Linked DNA regions of Mus musculus: region 2 is linked to region 1. A link is a contact called in public Hi-C data. All regions are on one chromosome and are shown on one strand. The core of a region is the stretch at or near the end of the contact, and the rest is flanking DNA. Distances in the headings are between cores, read along the strand shown. Region 1 overlaps Afg1l (AFG1 like ATPase). Region 2 overlaps Afg1l (AFG1 like ATPase).

Region 1 (6,073 bases), core at 2,915-5,414:
ATTTTCTTGGGCTTGTAGATCTGCTGCTTTCGCCTACCCTTGGTGTTAGACCAGGCTCAATCTGAAAAATTAGTCGGGATTCACATTTAAAAATATTTCTGTTTTTTGTTTGTTTGTTTTTTTTTTTTTTAAGCAAGCTGAGCCTAGTTGATTCCCATGTTGGGTATGGTTCCCCCAACACTAGACATGTGATGCGTACATATAAAAACATAAGTCTTTTCATCTGCTTTTTATGCCATAAAAGAAAGCCCAATGAAATGAAAAACTCTTAATTAAATTTTAGAAAAAGATGAAACCCACTCTCATGAGTAGTTTTTTTTTTTCTACTTCACTTAATTTATCATTTCTAAAAAGGCACTTGTGGCTTATTAGGAAAGCATTTAAGAATTAAAATACAAGTACTGGTTAGACAAATGTAACACATTTCAAATCTTGTATTTTCTTTTTATAGCTCATCATGTGGTCAGTTAAAGGTGAGGATTCCAAAATAATGTTTCACAGGGGACGGTCAGATCTGCTCAGAAGTACCTTTCCAGAGGGCCCTAGGCCTGTCTGCCGATTGCACAGCCCCGCCCTCTTACCCCGTGGCACTACTGTTTGCCCTTCTCTCTCTCCTCACATGGCTCGTATGTCCCACCATAGTTGATTTCTTTATTGTCTTTTCCACTCATTGTCTGTCCAGAAGCTTTGTGAGAGCACTGATCAATTGGCATCTTTTATCTCCGTGTGTGGGTGTGAGTGTGTTCTCTCAGAGTGCCTAACACATGGATGGATCTCAGTAAGCGGCCTCAGATTGAATGTAGAATGTCTGCATTTCTGCAAGATTCTCTGGCTGCAGTGCAGAATGGATTGCAGGGCTGAGTGTTTGAGACTGGGAGTAAGGACTGAGGAGTCTGTCACAGCACTCAGAGGAGACGGAGCTGTGGTAAGAAATGCTCAGGTGCTGTTTCTATTATAGGCCAAGCCAACAGGGCTTACTGATGGACTGGTTCATAGGGAATAAAAACACGGCAACCAAGCAAGCAGTCTACCACTGGGCTATCTTCTCGTCCTTCAAGAGTGTGGGAAAGGGCTGGAGGGTGGCTCAGAGGTTGATAGTACTTACTGACTGCTCTTCTAGAAGTTCTGAGTTCAATCCCTAGCAACCACATGGTGGCTCAGAACCATCTGTAATGGGATCCGATGCCCGCTTCTGGTGTGCATGAAGACAGCTATGGTGTACTCATAAAAATAAATCTTAAAAAAAAAGTGCGAGAAACTCTGCTAATTAAGGTTGAAGTCTACCATTGACAGGTAGCCTTCTGGGACTTGGCAAATAATGGAGGACTTCTTGTTAACAGGTTTCTCCTTCTCTGACCCTGTCTGGGGGGTTCTAAGCCCCCACACTCACCTCTACCTAAGGAATATCACATAGCCTCAATTAGTTTATAGGATTAATTTCTTTTCTCCTGACAAACCTGTTCAGCCAGCGCCTGGGATTCCTGAAATGCTTCCCCATGCTAATGACCTATGACCATTGCCCATCTTGGATGTCCCTACCCTCAGTTCCCCAAAGCCTTGAATCACCCTAAGATAAGTTGATCTGTCTACTGACAATCAGTCCCGTGTGGTCATTCGCCATACCTACTCACAGGGCTTCTGAACCCCTCTCCTCCACACTCAGTGTCACTGTTCCCTCTGCCCATGTGCACTGAAGGGTTGACAGTCCACGGGGGCAGGGAGACTCACACAGGAGCTTCTTTAAAAAAGAAAATTACTGTTTGGGCATCTCAGGGAGGCAGAGGCAGGGGGATTTCTGTAAGTTCAAGGCCAGCCTACTCTATATACAGACTTCCAGACTAGCCAAGGCAACCTGGTGAGACCCTGTCTTAAAAAAAAAAAAAAAAAAGAAAGGGGGGCATTGATTGCTGTGATAGTTTGGGTGATAATGCCGGTTGCACAGCCCCGGCTTGCATATTTGGATGTTTGTTTCAGAGTTAAAGGATTACAGGGTGTGGCCTTGTTGAAGGAGGTGTGCCACTGTGGGTGGGCTTTGAGGTTTCCAAAGCCCACACTAGACCCAGAGTCTCTCTTTTTCTCCCCATTGCCTATAGTTCAGGATTTAAAACTCTCAGCTACTGCTCCAGCACTACGCATGTCTGCATGTTACCACCCTTCCTGCCATGCAATGGACTAAGCCTCTGAAACTCTAAGCAAGCCCCCAGATGAATGCTTTCCCTTACAAGAGTTGCCTTGGTCATGGTGTCTCTCCACAGCAGTAGACCAGTCACTAAAACAAGAGTAATAGAGGAAGACAAATGATACAAATGTATGTATTTTAGTGCACACCCCCTCCCCCACATGCATATGCAGGTAACACCATACACATACAAATACTAGATTGTTCAGCTAAGTGAGACTGATGTCTGCCTCTACTATGACTGATCTAACAGTGCTGTCAGGATCATCTTTGCACAGCGATAATGCTATGCTCATAAGTAGCAAGGTGCTAGAACAATCTAGGAAGTTCTAGCAAGATTGCTGAAGGAAGGCAGTGCTTGGAATTGTGGCAAAGCAAGGCAGGCAGTCACAGGGAGAGGCTGAGGGAGGCATGAACAGGGTCCCTGGGCTGTCAGGTAGTGTGCTGAACGTGAGCTGGAATTGCTCTTCTGAGAAGACCCAAAGGGAATTCAAGATGCAGAGTTGCAGCAGTTGAACTCTAGTCAACTGACAGCCCGTTTCTCCATAGCTCTAGAATCTCTCCACTGGCAGAAGAAAGTCATCTTAATAGGCTATCTATCCATCCATCCATCTATCCATCCATAATCCATCATCCATCCATCCATCCATCCACCCGTCTGCTTGCCCGTCCATCCGTCTGTCCATCTGTCTGCCTGTCGGTCTGTCTGTAGATAAGGTGTCACTATGTAGTTTTGGCTAGCCTGAAACAACTTACTACCTAGCTCAAGCTTGCTTTTCTTCCTTCCTTCCTTCCTTCCTTCCTTCCTTCCTTCCTTCCTTCCTTCCTTCCTTCCTTCCTTCCTTTCTCTCTCTCTCTCTCTCTCTCTCTCTCTCTCTCTCTCTCTCTCTCTTTCTTTCTTCCATGACAGGGCCTCTGGCTCTCCTGGAACTCACTCTATAGATCAGGCTAGTCTCTGCATCCCAGTGCTGGGGTTAATGATGTGTACCACCACCTCCTAGCTCTGGGCTGGCTTCCAACTTGTGGTCTTCTTGTCTCTGCTTCTGAGTGCTGGGATCAAATAGCTTAATGCTTTGACACTAAGGCATGGTGGCATTACACCTGTAATCCTATTACCCAGGAGGCTGAGTGTAAGTTAAGAGGCAGCCTGGGCTATGGTGTAAGTCCTAGGTCAGCCTGACTGACACGAGAAGACACCATCTCAACAAAACAAGAACAAAACACCCCAACCCCTTTCCCCCCAAATTAAAAAACCTTAACACAAAGAATATGATACAATATGAATGTGGATATACTTATTCATATGTATGAGTCCATTCCTGTGTGTGTATAATTTTATTGTTGAAGAAAAAGACAGAATATTGATATCAGGAAAAGACATAATAAAAGAATGAAGAATGGATCAGTGGTTACGTCGCCTGGGAAGGGAGATTTTGAGTGCACAGGAGCAAAGGGAGAGTATTTCTTGGTGTACTGGAGTTGTTCTGTATCTTGATTGTGGTGGTGGTTATATGTGCTAAAAGTCACACAACTGTATGCCACAAGAGTTAATTTTATTCTATATAAATTAAGAAAGACTGCATTGGCTGCTTTCTCCTTGATGGCTGTGAATGATCGTGGTCTAGCTGCCCCAGTTAAAGGTTGTTCTCTTTTCCAACCATGAGAATACACGCAGGTCTTCCTGCAGATTATAGCTTTGATCCAAGGCCCCAGATAGTGCCGTTATTGAAAAGATAGAAGTAACCATTGGGCCGAGTAGCATGTGCCTGTAATCTAATGCTGGGATGGCAGGGGTAAGAGGATTGGAGTCTGAGAATAACCTAGCCTACATAACAAGTTCCAGGCCAGCCAGGGTTAAATGGGAGACCTTTTTCTCTTCTGTCCCCCAGATAGCAGATTCTCAGATGGCTTACCAGCTGGGGAAAGAAAGTCCTTGGCACGGAGCTGGGCCATGCTAAGTGGCCAGAAAGAGAGTAGTGTATCAGAGAGCTCAGAAGGCAGCAGTGACCAAAAAGTGGGCTGTACAGGATGGAGCTGCAGGCAGGAGCTGGCCTCCGTAAAGCAGCGGTTAGGATGCTGAATTCTGCTGTAAGAGATAATGTAAGCCACTGAAGCTCGCCTCAGACAGGAGGGACCAGATTCCAGGTGGGAGGACTGCACTGGCCATGATTTAAAGATGGGCTTCTGGGTAGAGTGTAGTGACATGAGGGACCCAGGGGGACCTGCCAGGAAACTACTGTGGACTACTAGACAAGAACTGGCTATGTCTTAGTACCAGACAACAGTTCTCCAGAGGGGACTGTTTGCTTTGAAAGACATTTAGCAATGTCTGGCTGTTCTACCCAAGTGTAGGGGTGTCCTGGCAGGCAGCAGGGTTAGGGCTGGGACTGCTGCCAGAGACATTGTTAGTGCAAAGAGCTATTCTTCATGCAAAGGACCACGTGGACAAACATGTCAGAAGCGTGCAGAATAAGAAACCTGGTGCAGGGTGATGATGGCAGTGGATCTGCAGGGAACAACTAAACAAGAAACCTGTGATTTAAAATTTCACGCACAGAATTCTTATGTCTCATCTTCCGAAATTGAAGTTTTTCTGTTTTCATGATACTCACAAGTTTTTCTAGTTTCATGATATTCCAGTAGAGGAAAAAAAAAATAGAATTAATTGGATGGTGACCCAACAAGTGAGCAGGTCAGGAGATCAAATTAGTTAAAAATTCAGAATTAACTTAATGATTAAACTTGAGAACTCTATTTAAAAACAGGAATACAGTGTTAAAGGGAAGTAGACTGGGTAAGTTGGGTGACTGCTCTTCAATGTCAGTATAATTTGGGCCACCAAAAAGAAAGCGGTCCCCAGAATTGGACCTAGAGCTATACAGAAGATGTTAGAATGTCTGCATTTTTCCTTTTTAAAAATTAAAAATATTTATTATTATTATTTTCTGTGCATGAGTGCTTTGCCTGCATGTATGTCTGTGCACCACATGCGTGTCTTCTGCCGTTGGAGGCTGGAAGAGGGCAGTGGATCCCCGGAAACTGGAGTTTTACAGATGGTTGTGAGCCATGTGGTTGTAAAGAATCAAAGTCATGTCCTCTGCAAGAGCAGCCAGTGCTCTTAACTGCTGAGCCATCTCTCCAGTCCCCCCAATTATTTTAACATTTAAAAATTTAAAATTTACATATATGTTTGTATGAGCATACACGCTCACAAGAGTGCATGTCATGTGCATGCACATGGGAGGTCTGTGCACAGCTAGTAGGAACTGGCTCTCCCCTTCTACCACACAGGTCCCAGGAATTGAACTCAGGCCATCAGGCTCGGAGGAAGTGACTTTACCCACAGAGCCATCTGGTTGGCTCAAATTTCTGTTTTCTATGTACTGTTTATTACAATGATGAAAGCATTCGGTAGCATTAGAACACCTTGAGTAGGATGATTTGAAAAATTCACTTTCTCAGATCACCAGGCAACAATGTTATATGATTTTCATTCAGACCAGTATATTCATTGTAAACAAAGGACTAGATAGCACTACAGTTGGCTACCAGTAGGTGCACACACTCACATTTACGTGCACGCTCACATTTGTGCATTTATTTTATTACTTAGAGGAAAAGAATTAGCTGGGTGTGATGGTGAATGCTTTAATCCCAGGATTTGGGAGGTAGAGGCAGGCAGATCTCTGCGAGTTTGCGGCCAGCCTGGTTCACATAGCAAGTCCCAAGCTCTTCAGAACTAAATAGGGAGACCTGTATCAGCAAAACAAAAGAACAGCAAGATCAATAATTCAGTGGTCATTTCTACAAAGCCTGAAAACACATTTGGAGCAATCTAACACCTTTCATAAAATGTAATTAGAATTATCTTTTAAATATGATATCAGGTCTATG
Region 2 (7,072 bases), core at 495-2,994, 65 kb after region 1:
TGCATATGACAATCTCACACCACAGGACGTTTAGACTGCTGTCACAGAAGCAAGCTGGTCCGTCATTCCCAGCTTAACCGCATTGGCAGGAGTACCCGGTTGTAGATAATGCTCTGTAAACATACACTATGTGAGCAGGCCATGCGCATACAATTTTTCAGTCTTACCATTACCTTACCCTGCCCTGTTTTTAAGACAGGTCCTGTTCAGCCCTGTCCAGGCTGCCTTTGAACTTACGCAATCCTCCTGCTTCAGCTCCTCTTATCTCCTCTTATCCTCTTATCATGGTCATGAGCAATGATGCCCAGCTCAGGTTTCTTAGCATTTTTGTCTGCTTGTTATTTCATCTTCAAACAGATCACAGTTTGAACTGAAAGTCAGTCTCTAGTATAAGAAAAACTGATCTGGCATAGTTCCAGGTCCTTAGTTACATATATGGACTTTTAAAAGAAAGCTCTTAAAACTCCCCCGACTCTCTTCCTCATTATTCAACTGTTCTTTTTTTTCTTCCTTTATTGGTTTTTTTTTTAACTTTTTGTTCATTTTGCCTTTCTAAAATTATACAAAAGGAAAAAAATTTAAATGTATCAAACTGAAGTTCCACACGTTAAGCTACCGACTTCTCTCAGGAAAACGTGACATAGAAAATCAGTAGGCATTTTATCTGGAGACGTGGGAGGGGGGGGAGCCCTGCAACTTGAGAAGAGATTTCACTTTCTGCATTATATGCAGGTCAGGATTAATGGACCCAGGTAAGTTCTTCAGCAGGTGACTGAGAAGGGTGGGAAAGTGCAGATTGAAATGCATCTCTGAGCAGTCAATTAAGCCTGTGTGTGATGGAGAAGATAAATGGCGGGCTAAAGCTCCACTTGGACAGCCGATTCCGTTATGTAAAACACACCTACAGGATCTGAAACGCGACCAAGCCTGTTTTATATTAAGGCAAGTATAAACCAACTTCATTTTAGACCTGCCTCCAGCCCCAGATTCTGTTTGGTATGAGGACAAAGAGCCATACAGCATGAATGCACAAGGCATTGGCGGAGGGTGAAGACTCTGCCAGGAAAGTTTGGCAACAAACCCCAAGAGGAAGGAGAAATTTCTCTGTCAGATCAACTTTGGCTCTCTGGCATCGAGCACTCGAGGGGGACTGAGGAAAGCCAGCCCCAGTCTACTTGTTGATACCTTAACAAGCTGTTGATTTTTTGAAACTGGACAAAGGAGCAAAGTGTGGTTAGCATTCCCTTCCCTTGAGTCAATCCTAATGAAGTGGGAGGTGCTTGAAGAAATGAATTTCCATTTAAATTATGCGTGACCCTCTTCCAGAAACCTCCAAGCGTTTGGGAATTTTTTGTTGAGAATTTCAAATGATCCGGTAATAATAAGCTCTTTTTTTCCGACATGTTCTGGTTCTTTGAGGCTAAGTTTTACATTGACTGCCTGGTTTCAGGTGTAAAAAAAAAATCTTTTTTTTCAAATTTGGAATGCCCGATTATTTTCTTTTCTGTTTACCGACTTAATGTGGAAAAGAAAAACCACAATTCTCATACGTGTAAAGCCAGCAGGCTTTTAGTCCAGGTAGTATACTCAAGATTCCTGCGGGAGTTGGTGCGGATTTCCTGGCAACTGAACAGTGGTTGATTCCAGGGCTTTTCTGACTTAAAGACACAGTGGTACTGCTCAACAGAAAATGGAAAGCTGCCCCTGAGCACAGTTCCTGAGGGGAACAAAGGTGACTGGAGCTACGAGATGGCCTGGCCCGGTTTCAGGGCCAGGCGGAGCAGAAGAGAAGGAGGCTGTGGTGTGCTCTGGCTGCTCAGGCCCTCAGGGGAGGGAGCAAGCTTTGGAAAAGAGTGACTTTGCCTCAGATCACAAGTGACCCTAATGCTCCTTCTGTGTCAACTTTTGATTGGCCGTGGACAGACTTTCTTTTCTTGCATCTTATCCACACAAAGGCCTAGTATATAATAGTGTTGTTCCATGAGCCATTACCCAGAGTCCAGCTGTCTCCAGGGAACTGAAGCAAGTCAGTTAATTCTCACAGGGCTGGGGATCAAACCAGGGACTTGTGCGAGCTCGAGCTTGGCAGGCGCTCTACCCCTACACAGCACCCCACCCCTCGCTCCTGCTCACTCCTGCTTCCTTCGGGAGAGGAAGGGCATCCTCAGTCCCTGTCTTCTAGCTGTTTTGGTGCTACTTCCCCCCTCCAGTGCTACTCCTCCCTTCCAGGATATGCCTCTTTATGGCTGGAATGGAACTACAGAAAACCGACTGGGATATTTGCTTCATTGCTTCATACATTTTTGTAGCTCCAAGAGAAAACTCGGAATAAAGCTCATTTTGTTGGGGTATGTGGTTAGGTGTGTGTTTGTATATTTGTACAGGTGCACATGCACATGTGTGTGTGCACATGAGGGCCACAAGTCCATGACAGATGTATTCTTTGGCCTCGCTCCATCTTTTTTTTTTTTTCTCAGACAAGCCACTCACTCACTGGACATGGAGATCACCAGTTCTGCTGGCTAGCAAGCCCCACGGGCCTTCATATGCCCAGCACCCCAGTGTCAGGATTTCAGGTGTGTGCCCCCGTGCTCACGGTTTTCCATGGATACTGAGCCATCTCTCCAGTCCCCAAAACCTCTGGACTAGGCTGTTCTGAGGCTGAGCTCCCAGCTTTCTGTCATAGAGATTGACCACCTACTTTATATAACCTAACCATTCTTTGTTATAAGGTCTTTAGGAAAAAGGCCCTGTACAACATGTATTCATAAAAGCTTATTTAAAACACTTATTTATGAAGATCTGGAGAAATGTCTCAGCGTTCACAATCACTTGCTGTCCTTCCAGAGAACCCTGGTTTGGTTCCTGGTTTGGTTCCTAGCGTCCATACCGGGCAGCACACAACCGCCTGTAACTCAGGTCCAAACGGCTCATTGCCTTCTTCTGGCCTCTGGGAGCATTTCCACAAAGGCAGCATGCCACAAACACACATCCATACAAAGAATAAAACCAAGTCTTTCAAAATCCCAAACTTACCAATCAAAAACCTAGCAAATCCTAGTCCTTATTAGAGCTACATGGGTCTGGTTACATTTCTGAATAAAGACTTTTAGTTTAAGGTAATGTTCTTATCCCTTAAGTGGAATGTGGGGAAGTCATTGCTGCTCTTCTAACTTTCTAACTTTCCATGGAAAAGGTCATGTTCTTCCTTCCTTCCTTCCTTTCTGCCTGCCTTTCTCTCTCTCTCTCTCTCTCTCTCTCTCTTTCTTTCTTTCTTTCTTTCTTTCTTTCTTTCTTTCTTTCTTTCTTTCTCTCTTTCTCTCTCTCTCTCTCTCTCTCTCTCTCTCTCTCTCCCTCCCTCCCTCCCTCCCTCCCCCTCTCTCTCTCTTTCTCTTCCTTCCTTCCTTCCTTCCTTCCTTCCTTCCTTCCTTCCCTCCCTCCCTCCCTCCCTCCCTCCCTCCCTCTCTCTCTCTCTCTCTCTCTCTCTCTCTCTCTTTCTTTCTTTCTTTCTTTCTTTCTTTCTTTCTTTCTTCCTTTCTTTGGTTTGCTTGTTTTGTTTGAATTTAAATGTATTTTCTCTGGGCTGAAGTTTTTATAATAGTGTTGTATACTTGAAATTTTCTGCTTAAAAGCAGCCAAGGGTGAGGGCTGGGGAGATGGCTCAGTGGTTGATAGCATTGGCTGCTATTCCAAAGGACCTGGATTCGATTCCCAGTGCCTACATGGCAGCTCACAACCATCTGTAACTCTAGTTCCAGGATATCTGATGCCCTCTTCTGGCCTTTGAAGGCACTATGTGTGCACAGACATACATGCAGGCAAAACATTCATACTCATAAAATAAAAACAAATCTTAAAAATTAAAAAAATAGTAAGGAGAATCTTAGATGTTTTGATATGTAATTTTACATATTTTTATATAATCATGATATTTTATTTTTAAAAATTCTGGGAAAAAAGAAAGGATTTCTGGCTTAACTGTTTTATTAATTCAATTATATATGATTTTATGTTCTATTCATACCTAAAAATAATTGAAGCAACTTACATTGAAGCAATTTATAATGTACACACCATAATCACTACAAAAGAAAGAGCTGAAGAATTCTAGGTATTGACACATACCTGACAGAAACATGGGAAGGAGGAATGACCTATTCCATCCCATGGTCTCAGAGGCTTCTGCTTACACTTCTTGAGTCTGTTGCTTCTAGGCATACGGTAAATCAGAAGGCCACGGTTGGGGGGAACCTGGACCGGCAGGAGCCTGCCTTACTTACCTCATGATCTACTTTCTCCAACCAAGCCCACATCTAAACATGTCTCTTCCACCCTGCCCCAATGCACTAATCTATCCATGAAGTCCCTGCACTCCTCAAATGCCCTCCAGCTGGCAGCATACCCCATCAGGGAGCCTACAACGGCCATTTCCCGTTCCCCCCTGTCCCATCCTCTGGCCCCTCCCCATCCTCTAGCCTCAGCCCCCAAGGGCAGGGATTATAGGCAGGCAACACCACACCCTGCATGACTTTTTCTTTTTTGCATTTATTACTCGGTGAGAGGGAGCGATGGGCTCTTTACCCATTAAGCCATCGTTGTATGCAGCTTCTTAAGAATCCTTTGGCAGTTGTTCTGTGGAAGTTTTTATATGGTGATAAATTTGTATGTGCTATGATACAAGTATTACCACAGCGCTCCCACTTTGGTCATGCCATATTTGTATTTTCTATCATACAGAAAGTTTATGTCTCTGCATATTCTGATTGGATAAGTGACATAGTTCTGAGTATCTGCCTTCTCTCCGGTGACAGAGTGATAGTGCTAGGATCCCCATGGTGAAACAGGAGTCAAGTGTAGCTCGCCACGCAGAGCAGTCCAACGAGGGGTGGCTTCTGCTGCTCTGCTGGAAGCACACTGAAAAGGCTAGAATCTCCCGAGGTTTTTGTGGCAAGTGCAAGATATACTCAGAGCTGCTTAAATTTGATTTGGAAATATACCATAGGTAACTGCTCCTTTTAGGCTAATGTAAATAGGTAGTTCTTTTTTTTTTTTCTCTTTATTTTTTTAATGCTTGTCTTTAATAAAGAGAATGCGGACTGGCAGGATGGTTCAGTGGGTAAAGCGTTTGCTGCATAAGCCTGGAGGAACTACCTTTGACACCGCCACCCCCTCCATCCATGTCAAGGTCAAAGGGAAGATGACCCGCGGAGTTGTTCTCTGGCCTCTGCTGTGCTCCGTGGCCCACACGTGCCTGCACATACACACCCTACATCCATACATGATAATATATAAATATATAAAAATGCTGGGGTCTGAGTAGAATGAGGGAGGGAGGATAAGGAGATAAAAGGTTATTTGTTAAGGAATTTGAGAGTATCTATTTATGATAAGAATTCCCTTCCTGCTTGCCTTTATTTTGTATCAATTTGGTTAAGTGTAAACACACGGAAATGTGTCATAGCTACCCATGCTACGTGCTTTAAGGCAATGTGAAGATAAGGCGCCTGGCCTCCGCAGTAAAGCTTACTCCTATGCCCAAGTGCCTGCTAGCTTCCATGGGCAGCAGTCAGGTGCCGCATAGACCACTTTTATAAGATGTTTTTGGCTTTGTACCACTTAACACTAACACCTTTTTTCTATTTTGGGACATCAGTGTATCTGTTTACAGTAGGGTAATAAAATTCTTATAAGACAATGTTAAAATAAAAATAATTTTGTGCTGGGTGTGGTGGTACAGTTCTATATTTTAGTGCTCAGGAGACGGAGACAGGAGGATTGCAAGTTATAGGCCAGCCTAGACTACGTGATAGGCAGGATCCTCAAAAATAAATAAATCAATAAATAAAATAAATAAATAAATAAAATGCAACACGAAATCTAACAATGTCGTAAAGGAGCGGTTGTCGCCGTATGTGTCATGCATGTGTGTGTGCGTTAGGCAGGTACTGTCCTGATGGGCTCTGCCCCTATTCTCCTTGCTCTAGTTTATATGCCTCGACAAGTACATTGTTAGGACCAGTGAGATGGCTCAGTGGGTAAAAGGGCTTGTCAGAAAAGCCTAGTAGCCTGAGTTCAGTCCCCGGAACCCATGGGAAACTGACATGGCAAGGCAAGGCACGCCCCCGCAACATCACCACTAATGATAAGTAAAGTAATTTTTAAGTAGATCATTAACCAGGGACTGTAGAGGCTAAGGCAGGGGGAACACAAGTTCAAGGTCAGCCTGGGCTATGTAGTGCCACCTATTTATTTATTTATTTCTAAATTAGGTTTGGGAAGATGGCTCAACTGGTAAAGTGCTTGCCATGGAAGCATAAGGCCCTGAGTTTGGATCGCCAGCAGCCATATAAAAGTCGGGTGCAGAGTCCCACTTCTGCAGTCTCAGTGCTGCTGGAGGTGGGGCGGGGGTGGGGCACAGACTCAGAGACAGACAGCCCTGCAGTCCACGGTCAGTCATTCTAGCCAACTGAGGAGCAGCTGAGAAAGATACCTAATGTCAGCCTCTGGCTTCACACACACATGCACTGCACACCTGTATATACATACGTGTGCTTGTGTGTGCTTGCGTGTGTGTGCTCACAGGAGCATGCACGTGCACATCCCTTCTCAAAAACATTGTGTGTAACTCTACTGCATGGTAGGAGTTGTTCTATTGAATCCAATGTGGTCTGTGTGACATCGATATTGACTTTGCGGGGTTTCTTGATATATTTAAATTTGCTTTCAGGGCTGATTAAAGTGCTGCCAAGCCTTAGGACTGGAGATGAAGGTGGGGAATCACATGGTAGAAAGAGAAAATTAACTCGCACAAGTTTTTCTCTGGCTTTCACATGGAATGCAAGCGTAATTTTAAAAATTACTTAAAAAAAATTTTTTTTGGTGATTGTCTTTAAATCATTCTTTCCATAGTTCATTTAGTTCCTTTAATGTGGCTTAATCTGAAGGTCTTATAGGGCTTTATGAAACTCAGGTAGCACTCCCTATGGCGTCAACCATGCAGATGATATCTTGGAAACCTGCAGAGGTGGGCGGCCTCTTTGTGCTGACTGCAGCTGTGCTCTAAGTTGCTGCT

The links. Hi-C and Micro-C count contacts between places; a contact is called where the count stands out from the background.
Region 2: a contact with region 1 is called in a Hi-C map of neural progenitor cells, with 1.7 times the contacts expected there. The contact joins two enhancer-like sites. A contact is called at or near these places in 5 of 484 Hi-C or Micro-C datasets (the AML12 cell line, forebrain, neural progenitor cells and 1 more), 3 of 115 datasets of contacts at active chromatin or transcription factors (astrocytes and embryonic stem cells) and 2 of 9 other capture datasets (embryonic stem cells and pancreatic islet).

What each region holds. Positions count from the first base shown.
Region 1 is chr10:42,409,397-42,415,469 of GRCm38.p6, reverse strand. All of the region lies in intron 6 of Afg1l (AFG1 like ATPase), which reads left to right. Among named protein-coding and RNA genes, the nearest start is that of Afg1l, 66 kb to the left of the region's middle. Within about 2 kb of position 4,164, at least 28 of the 459 cell types and tissues checked have an H3K27ac peak or open chromatin away from gene starts, as enhancers often do. A contact at or near this core is called in astrocytes, forebrain and neural progenitor cells, where this site is marked.
Region 2 is chr10:42,341,348-42,348,419 of GRCm38.p6, reverse strand. The region is part of intron 8 of Afg1l (AFG1 like ATPase); the gene reads left to right. Among named protein-coding and RNA genes, the nearest start is that of Foxo3, 68 kb to the right of the region's middle. Within about 2 kb of position 1,744, at least 46 of the 459 cell types and tissues checked have an H3K27ac peak or open chromatin away from gene starts, as enhancers often do. A contact at or near this core is called in astrocytes, forebrain and neural progenitor cells, where this site is marked.